Regions from separate parts of the Ovis aries genome. Here region 2 is linked to region 1. The links are chromatin contacts, called in public Hi-C maps. All regions are on one chromosome and are shown on one strand. The core of a region is the stretch at or near the end of the contact, and the rest is flanking DNA. Distances in the headings are between cores, read along the strand shown.

The links. A called contact is a pair of places that touch in the nucleus more often than the background predicts.
Region 2: a contact with region 1 is called in a Hi-C map of blood, with 1.9 times the contacts expected there. The contact joins the enhancer-like site here to the promoter of SPACA6 in region 1. A contact is called at or near these places in 4 of 16 Hi-C or Micro-C datasets (blood and tail adipose tissue).

Annotation. Positions count from the first base shown.
Region 1 is chr14:57,764,214-57,769,220 of ARS-UI_Ramb_v3.0, forward strand. SPACA6 (sperm acrosome associated 6) reads left to right here and starts at 2,637. Exons shown (of 10, transcript XM_015100074.4): 1 at 2,637-5,007.
Region 2 is chr14:57,805,293-57,810,299 of ARS-UI_Ramb_v3.0, forward strand. LOC101103089 (zinc finger protein 84) reads right to left here. Exons shown (of 6, transcript XM_060398824.1): 6 at 1-5,007. Among named protein-coding and RNA genes, the nearest start is that of HAS1, 14 kb to the left of the region's middle. Within about 2 kb of position 2,254, at least 2 of the 54 cell types and tissues checked have an H3K27ac peak or open chromatin away from gene starts, as enhancers often do.

The sequences.
Region 1 (5,007 bases), core at 1,387-3,886:
TCTGCCATTCACTTGTAAGCATGGGAAACTCACTATTCAGAATCTCAGTTCTCTCATCCTTACATGGAGATAAAACAATTCTTAAAAATAAGACTGCTGCTGGGAAGTCCCTGGTGGTCCAGTGGTTAAGACTCCATGCTTCCCATGCAGGGGGCATTGACTTGATCCCTGGTGAGGGAACTAAGATCCCACAAGTAGCAGGGTGAGGCCAAAAAACCCCAAAAAATGTTGACTGAGATAATGTATAACAAATACTCAGCCCAGAAAACTGTCCTTAAGTAGACATTCGAGAAAGGATTGCCATTTGTTATTATTCCTACCATTAGTAATCAGTGACAAAATTTAAAGAACCTAGAAGTATTTATCAAATATCTGGGTCAAGAGGCTTCAGAGCATTGGAAGAAATTATAGTTTTTAAAAAAACAGTAATTTGCATATTCATAATCATTAGTTTCTTTATGTGAAAAACCCCTCCTAGTTGATAACAAAAATGGATGAATAAGGTTTCCCAAGTGACACTAGTGGTAAAGAACCCGCCTGCCAATGAAAGAGACATAAGAGACGCTGGTTTGATCCCTGGGTCAGGAAGATCCCTTGGAGGAGGGCATGGCCAACCACTCCAGTATTCTTGCCTGGAGAATCCCATGGACAGAGGAGCCTGTTGGGCTACAATCCATGGGGTCACAAAGAGCTGGACACGACTGAAGCGACTTAGCACACACACATGGATGAATAATACAGGATACAGTGTTAAAAAAAAAAAAGCATAGAATAATATGATCCCACCTGGGGACAAAAAAGAGGGGGTTAGTATAATACATGCGTGAAAGTGAAGGTCGCTCAGTCCTGTAGGACTCTTTGCAACCCTATGGCCTATACAGTCCATGGAATTCTCTAGGCCAGAATACTGGAGTGGGTACCCTTTCCCTTCTCCAGGGGATCTTCTTAACCCAGGGATCGAACCCAGGTCTCCCGCATTGCAGGCAAATTCTTTAAGCTGAGCCATAAGGGAAGCCCAATAAACAAGTACAAAAGGATATAATTCTTCTGGAAAGATTCATAAGAAACTGGTAAGCATGAGCTGTCCCCAGAGAGGAGTGGATGGCCAGGGACAGGGCAGGAGGAGACGGCATTTTTCACTGTTGGAACCCCAGGACCCTACACTCACCACTCCCTCAGTGTGTCCTCAATATGTCCTCTGGGCCCTAATGTCCACTAGGTCCCAATCGGCACACAGTGCCTGCCCTCTTCTGCACCCCCTTCTCCCTCTGGTTCCCCATCCAGAACAACTCCTGGCCCCCGCAGTCTCAGGGCCACACTCCTGGTTGTTTTATCTTCCTGACCTCTTCCATCCTCATCACCCTCCTCACATTCTCTGTCCCACCCCCTCCTCTGGGTCCCCAGGGTCCCCGCCTCGGATCAGGCAACCATCTCCCCATCCTCCAGCAGTCTCTTCCCCCCAACTCATCCCCCACAGGCCCCAGAGGGATCACTTTGACACCCCAAATCTGACCCTGCCCCTCCCTTTGCTCCCAGACACCCACATGGGAAAGTTCCCCGCCCCGGCCAGCCAAGCGCTGGGCACCTGGCCCCGCCCACCACCTCAGCCTCCTCTTGCAGGCTCCTGAGTTCCCATCAGACTTGACCGCCCGCCCTTCTCCCAGAATCGCCCCCCTGGTTTCCTCTGGGCCTCTGCTTCAGCTGTGCCCTCCGCCTGCAATGCCCGTACGGACGCCTCTCTCTCTCTCTCTGTCTCTCTCTCTCTCTCACACACACAATTCAGATCTAACTTCTCCTAGTTCTTGGAGGTCACAACCACCGCCTTGTCTGGAGGCCCTTTCGGCTATCGCCAGCTGAAAGGATTCCTGCCCCATACCCCGGGGCTCCCACAAGCCGCTGGATCCTCCCTTCGTCATACCCCGATCGCCCAGGATTGGAACTGTCTGCGTCTGGGTCTGTCTCCTCCATCAGACTTGTGAGCTCGGACTGCAAGGGCAGATCTGGGTCTGATTCACCTTTCCGTCCCCCAGTGGGTGGGTGGGTGGAGAAACCGAAGCGGAGGGAGGGGAAGGAGGCTGGGAGAGCAGAAAGGGGGAGACAGAGCGAGGAGAGGAGAAGACCCTGATGGAGGGGCGCGGGGGGCGTGATGTAAGGAGAAAGAGAGACGCGGAGACGGAGACACGGGGGCGGGGGGGGGGGGGGGGGGAGCACAGGGCCAGGAGGAGGCAGGCAGAGTGAAGGAAAGGGAGGAGAGGTGGAGGGGACGAAAGAAAGCAGAGAGTAGAGAACCGGCCCCGGCCGAGGGAGGAGGGAGGGAGGAGCGGGAGCGCCGCCGGCTCACCCTACCGCCTCCCGGCCCCTTTTGTCCCTTCCCTCCTCCCTGCGTCACGCTCCCCGGCCCGGCCTCTCCGCCCCGCTCCCTCCCCCGCCCCGCTCCCTCCTCCCCGGGGCTGGATGGAATTTTTTCCCCTGGACCGGGGCCAGCTCCGGGGCAGGGGCGGGGCGGGGGGGGGGGGGCGGTGGCGGTGGTGGAAGCCAGGCCGGACTGGGCCGGGCGGTGGGGAGGGGCCGGGGCGGGGGCCCCCCTGGGGAGGGGGCTGATCCGCCGGGGTCCCGGGCGGGGGAGCCGGGCCCGCAGAACCGGGAGGAGGCCCAGGCCGGAGGGAGTCGGGGAGGAGGGAAGGAGGATGGCTGGGACGCCGGGAGGAAGGGGAGAGGCCGTCGGGCGGCGGAGGCGGGGAGAGGATGGAGAGCTGGCGGCGGTGGCGGCGGCGGCAGCGGGGCCCGGCTCGGCCCGGCCCCGGGGGGTTGCCCGCCGAGACCCTTCCCCCGACGCGGGAGCGGTGGAGCCGTGAGTCTACGGAGAGGCAGGGGCGTGGGACCCGGGGCCCGGACTCCAGGGTCCTTGGATTTCTGGGTTCCTGGAGGAGGAGGCGGGGGCTGGGGACCCAGAGTCCCGAATCCTTGTAGGTGGGAACTGGGGGGCCTGGATTCCGGGGTTCAGGAGGAGGAGTGGGCCAGGAGCACCTCCTAGATTCCACTGGGAGGGGAGAGATGGGGCTGGGATAGCTAGAGAGGCTCGGAGCCGGAGGAGACTCGGGAGGGGTGCCCTCCCGCGCCCTCAGGGGAGCTCAAGGGAGAGGCTGGCTCTGGAGGTGCCTCTGGCCGCGGAAGGGTTAACGTCTGGCTGGAGGGGCGGGGGAGGGGCAGGGAAGGGGCTGCGGGGCTCTGAGGGGTCAAGGGTGAGCCGAGCCAGTGGGAGGGGGCTGCCGAGGAGGGGGAGGTTGTCTGGGCTGCCAGACAGGCCAGGGTCAGCGGCGGGGGCAGGGGATGTCTGGCGCAGGAGAGGCCCAGCGTCCAGGCTCCCTCGGGGACCGGGATTCCAGTCCCCGGCCCCCTCCTCCCTCAGACCTGGGCGTCCGCGACCCGGCCCCTCCCGCAGAATTCCAGCGTCCGAACCCCAGCCCCCATTTTTTAGCCCTGGACCCTGGAGCCTCCAGCCTCTTCTTCCCTCAGCCCTTGGAAGGGAGGAAGGGGGGGGGGCGGGTCCACATTCCAGCCCCCTGATTCTCCATGAAATCCCAGAGTTCGGGCCCCCAGACCCTTTCTCCCCCTAACCCAGGTGTCCCCACCTCCTCCTCTTTGGCCCCAGCTGGAGTCCAGCCCTCTGGGGGTTAAGGGGGCGGGGCCACTGGTTGCCATGGTGCCAGACTGTTTGGGTCTGCTCTCTGACCCTTGGGGGCTCCCCAGGGTCTGCGGGGAGGGGGAGGGGGGCCCAGACCTGGGCGAAGTCCTGCGCCAACCCTTTCCCCGGGTCGGGCCTGCGGGCCCGGGGAGTCCGCGTTTCCGCCGAGGCCCGGTGCGGTGACCTCGATCGGGTCCTGACCCCCGCCCCCCGCCCTCCGCTCTCTGCGGGCCTCAGTTTCCCTAGGAGAGACGTGCCGGAGCCGCAGGGCGATGCTGCGGCCCCGCGAACCCTGAGGACGCTCGGCTTCCCTCGGCTCGCACCCCCTCCCCAGGCCCCCGGCAGCCCCGGGGCATGCTGGGAGCCCGGGCCTGGGCTTCGGGCCAGGTTGGGGGGGTCGGGGGGGCGGGGGCCGCCTCCTCCCTTCCCCTTCCTCCCCACCTTGGCCCGGCTCGCGCCCCTGCCGGAGGGTCGGGGAGGCCGGGAAGGAGGGAAGCGGGATGCGAGCGGGGTCCGCGGACCCGTCCCTGGGCTCCCCCCTCCGCCCTTCCCCCCGGCCTCCCCCGCCCCTCCGCGCCTCCCCGCCTCCCCAGCAGGTCGCTACCCCGGCCCTGGGCCCCTGCGCGAACCACCCCCACCCCACCCCCAGCTCCAGACCTGGCTCCGAGCTGCGGCGAGGGGGAGGGAGAGAAGGAAGGAGAAGGGGGGGTGGAGGGAGGCGAGAGACCCGGGAGGGAGAGAAGGAGAAAGAGAGAGAGAGAGGCAAGGAGGGAGACGGAGGGGGAGAAGGAGGCCGGGAGATGGAGAGACGAGGGAGGGAGGCAGGCAGGGGGAAGAGGGTTGTGGGGGGGGGGGGGGGGGGGGGGGGAGAGTGAGACGGGGAAATCGAGGGAGAGAAGGGAGGAAAGGGACAAAGACAGAGGGAGGGGGGCGGAGCAGGGGAGGGGGCAAGGCCGGAGGGAAAGGGAAAGAAGCAGAAAGGAGGAGAGGAGAGAGAGCAAGGCGGGGGAGGGCGGAGAGACACGGCCTGAGAAAGGCCCCTGCGAGCCGGGGACGGCCGCGCGCGGGGGGAGGCGCGGCTGGGCAGCGCAGAGCCGGGGAGGAGCACACGGAGCCTGCAGGAGATGGGGACCAGGTGAGGCCGAGGGCGAGCAGGCCGGACCGGGAGAGAGGACCGGGAAGATGGAGCTGGAGCGGGAGACGGCGGGAGCGAGACCGCTGGAGCCCTGGACCGAGGCGGAGGTTCTCAGGTGCACAGACTCAGCCCCGGGCTGGGGAGGGCGGGTGCTGGGCCCTCTAGCCTGGAAGGCCTGGCCCCTCCC
Region 2 (5,007 bases), core at 1,004-3,503, 41 kb after region 1:
GGTGGGAAAAGTCTTTGTGGGTGTGATGAGGTTAAGGATTTTTATGTGAGATCACCCCTACCTAAATCCAATGCTGGAATCCTTTCCAGAGTGAGGCACATACGTTAAGGCATGTATATGAAATCTAGAAAAATGGCGCAGACGAATTTATTTCCAAGGCAGGAATAGAGACGTAGACATAAAGAAAGGACATAGGGACATGGGGGGAGCAGAGGGTGGGACGAACTGGGAGAGTAGCGTGGAGATATAGACACTACCTCGTGTGCAATGGATGGCTAGAGGGAAGCTGCTGTAATAGCACAGGGGCTCAGCCTGGGGCTCCGTGATGGCCTAGAGGGGTGGGATAGGGGTGGTGGTGGAGGGAGGCTCAAGAGGGAGGGGATATATGTATTCATAGCGCTGATTCACGCTGTTGTACAGCAGAAACTAACACAACATCGTAAAGGAGTTATACTCTAATAAAAAGAATTATCGTATATTAATGTGTAATATATGGGCTCTAGAAATACATATGGACCTTATGCAGGGCAGGAAATGAGACGCCGAGGTAGGGAACAGACAAGCGGACACAGCAGGGAAGGAGAGGGTGGGATGAGTTGAGAGAGTGGTATCAACATATATGCACTACCATGTTTAAAGCAGGGAGCGAGAGGGAAGCTGCTGTACAACCCAGGGAGCTCTGCCTGGGGCTCTGTGATGCCTTAGAGGGGTGGGATGGGGGCGGTGGTGGAGGCGGGCTCAAGAGGGAGGGGATATATGCATTCATACAGCTGATTCACGTTGCTGTAGACCAGAAACTGACAAAACATTGTAAAGCAACTATATTCCAGTAATAAATTTTTAAAAACAATGAGTGACCAAATTAAAAAAAAAAAAAAAGAGTAAGGCTGAGGGAGATTAGTAAATAGGAGACGGAAAGGAGAAGGTGATGTGAAGACAAAGGTAGAGATTGGAGGGATGTGTCTGTCAGCCAAGTGTATTCATTTTCCAGGACTTCTGTATAGCTTACCGCAAACTTTTGGCTAAAATCAAGAGAAAGTTGCTGCCCCATAGGTCTTGAGGTGGAAGGCTGAGGTCAAGGTTTTGGACAGGTTGCGACTGAACTGTGAACTGTGGTGTTGGAGAAGACTCTTGAGAGTCCCTTGGACTGCAAGGAGATTCAACCAGTCCATCCTAAAGGAAATCAGTCCTGAATATTCACTGGAAGGGCTGATGCTGAAGCTGAAACTCCAATACTTTGGCCACCTCTGATGTGAAAAACTGACTCATTGGAAAAGACCCTGATGCTGGGAAATACTGAAGGCAGGAGTACAGGGCGCCAGAGAATGAGACAGTTGGATGGCATCACCATCCAACTGGATGGACATGAATCTGAGCAAACTCCGGGAGTTGGTGATGGACAGGGAAGCCTGTCATGCTGGGTCCATGGGGTCGCAGAGTCAGACATGACTGAGCGACTGAACTGTGACTCTGAAGGCTCTGAGTCTTTTGGGGCCTTCTTGAGTTTTTGGTGGTTTGCTGGCAACCTCTGTCTCTCTCCTTTTGTAGAAGCATCACCTGAATCTCATCTTCACATGACGTTCACACTGTGTGTGCATCTGTGTGCTGGTTCCCTTTTTCCTAAGGACATCTGGTCATACTAAGGGCTGACCAGACTTCACGATGACCTCATCTTAACTGAAATGACTATATAGGCAACAACCTCATATCCAAATAAGGTCGCATTCAGAGGTGCTGGAGGGTTAGAACTTCAACTTAAGAATTTGGAGGAGCAGGGGTTACAATTTAATTTATCACATCAAGGATTGCTGGGAACCACTAGAAAGGAGGAGGAAGTCTTGAACGGATCTCCCTGAGAACCATCAGAAAGAACCCCTCCCCACTCCACACACACACCTTGATTTCAGACTTCTAGGCCCCAGAGCTGTGAGAGAACACATTTCTGTGGTTTGAACCCACCCAGCTTGTGGTCATGAGTTACAACAGTCCTAGCAGACCAATACATCAGCCTGATGCCTGGCCTGCAGTAAACCAGGAACCAGTCTTTGCCCTGGAGAAGCTCACGGGGACCCTCCTCTTCTCAGGCAGCAGGGACCAGAATGGGTTACAAGGAAGGTTTTCCCTTGCCTCCCTCCCCAGGTCCGAGGAGTCACAGTAAATTCTGCTGAAGGATTTGTCCCTGTGTTGACTGCTGAAGGGTGGGGCTGGAGGAAGGAAGGTTGTGGGGAGGAGGGGGAAGGGCCACGTCATTGTGGTCTGGACCTCAGAGGGTTGAAAAGGCAAGGAGAGCAGGCTTGTCTCCAGCAAGTCGAAATAGCCATACCGTGGAGGGTGCCGCGATACATGCCAAGTCCGCATGGGATACATACATACCCACTTCGTATTCAACGTTGTTGTTGTTGTTCAGTTGCTCGTGACTTTTTGTGACCCCACGGACTGCAGCACATCAGGCTTTCCCATCCTTCACCATCTCCCTGAGTTTGCTCAAATTCATGTCTACTGAGTCGATGATGCCATCCAAGTATCTCATCCCTTCGCCTCCTGCCCTGAATCTTTCCCAACATCAGGGTCTTTTCCAATGAGTCAGCTCTTTACATCAGGTGGCCGAAGTATTGGAGCTTCAGCTTCAGCATCAGTCCTTCTGATGACTATACAGGGCTGATTTTCTTTAGAATTGACTGGTTTGATCTCCTTGCAGTCCAAGGGAATCTCAACAGTCATCTCCAGTACCACCGTTCGAAAGCATCAATTCTTCAGCACTTGGCCTTCTTTATGGTCTAACTCTCACATCCATATATGACATTAGCTCCAGCAAAACATCGACCTCAGTTATAATAGCTTCCATATTAAAGAAGAGAAAAACTGAAGTTCAAAAAAGGGGGGATGAGGTCTCTAGGGTCATACGAGTACTAACAGAGCCAGAGTTTGAACGCGCTCTTCCAGAATCCCAAGCACAGGTGCTGTCTGGACTGTGGTATGCTGGTAAACATTAACAGCCAGCTCTCAAGGGAAAAAAGTAGGTCTGTATATAAATATGTATGTTTACGATAAATTTTACTGATTATAAATGATACGTAGCAGATACTTTGGGGCTTCTCTGGTGGCTCAGTGGTAACGAATCCACCTGCCAGTGCAGGAGACTCAGGTTCGATCCCTGGGCTGGGACGATCCCTTGGAGGAGGGCATGGCAACCCACTCCAGTATTCTTGCCTGGAGAATCCCATGGACAGAGGAGCCTGGTGAGCGAATAGTCCTTGGGGTCGAAGAAGAGTTGGACATGACTTAGCAACTAAACAACGACAACAACAAAGCAGACAGCTTACAAATCAGACTTCAACACACAATACTCTACTGTAAATTCCATACCATGGTGGTTTCTGGACAACTTGCTACTTCTTACAACTGATGATGTGAGTGTCTGTTGGTATCTTTGTTTATGTTAATAAGAGGCAAACGTGAAACAAGGAATATGGATGTTGAAACTTCAAGGGTCCATCGAAATTTAAGACAGTAATTAGGAAAGGCTGAATCTGAGAATTTGTTACCTTTGTTTTGACGATCACTTATTCACTGTAATTTTATAGGACTGATTTCTTTTTTAGAAAATATTTATTTAATTTTTAAAAATTATTTATTGGCTGCACTGGGTCTTAGTTGCAGCACCCAGGATCTCTGATCTTCCTGGAGGCTTGCGTGCAGGATCTTTAGTTGCTGCATGTGAGATCTAGTTCCCTGAACTGGGGTTGAACCCCAGGCCCCTGGCATTGGGAGCAAGGAGTCTTACCCAAGGGATCACCAGAGATGTCTCTACAAGATTGATTTCTAATAGTGGCTCATAAAATTCCTGACACGTTAACGGCTGTCTGGAAGCCATCACGAGCCATCTCAACACACGGCTGGTGTTGCCCCCTCTGATATATGAGTGGGCGGGTGGGAGGGAGAAAGACACGGGTGGCAGTCATGTCAGAGTCCCAGGAGTCATGTGCCCTGGCTACTTTGAGGCTTGGGAGATGGAGTCCAGCTCCTGCCGCTGGAAATAGTCTTGACAACAGAGGACCCTTGTCCACAGTGGTCTCTCTGCCTCGGGCACTGTCCAGCTGCCCCAGGTCACTGGTGATTGTGCTCGGAACTCAGCTATTTCTGTCTGCGGTGCTGGTGTTTCTCCCAGCCTCCAGGTGTGTGGATGGGGCAGGGGTGGGGAAGGATATGACAGTGTTTTCACAGACTCTACTGAATGCCTGTATCCACTCATTCTGTGTCATGCGTTCAGCTGTGGCAGATGCTAAAACTCACTGCCCTTTCCATTCGCTGTTCCAGGAAATAGCTTCTTCCACCCCTTCCTCCCTCCTCCATCCCTCTGTCCCTCCCTCTCTTTTCTCTCTCTCCCTTTTCCTTTCCTCCATCTCCTCTCCCTCACTCCTTCGCTTCTCTCTCGTCTCTCACCTCTCTCCCCCTCCCTCCTTTTTCCTCTCTCAGTAAAATTTTCACTGAAATGTAATATACACACAGGCCATTGAGCACGTCATAAATGTTCCACTTATCCAATATTCTTGAGGGTCCCTTGGACCGCAAGGAGATCCAATCAGTCCATCCTAAAGCAGATCAGTCCTGGGTGTTCATTGGAAGGACTGATGCTAAAGCTGAAACTCCAATACTTTCGCCACCTCATGTGAAGAGCTGACTTATTGGAAAAGATCCTGATGCAGGGAAGATTGAGGGCAGGAGGAGAAAGGGACGACAGAGGATGAGATGGTTGGACGGCATCACCGACTCAATGGACATGGGTTTGGGTGGACTCCGGGAGTTGGTGATGAACAGGGAGGCCTGGTGTGCTGCTGTTCATGGTGTCACAAAGAGCTGGACACGACTGAGCGACTGAACTGAACTGAACTGAACTGATTCAATATTCACAATTTCAACACATCTGAAGAACCAGCACCCAGAGAAGCAGAATGTTCCCACTGCCCCCTTCCAGACATCCTACACACACACACACACACACACACA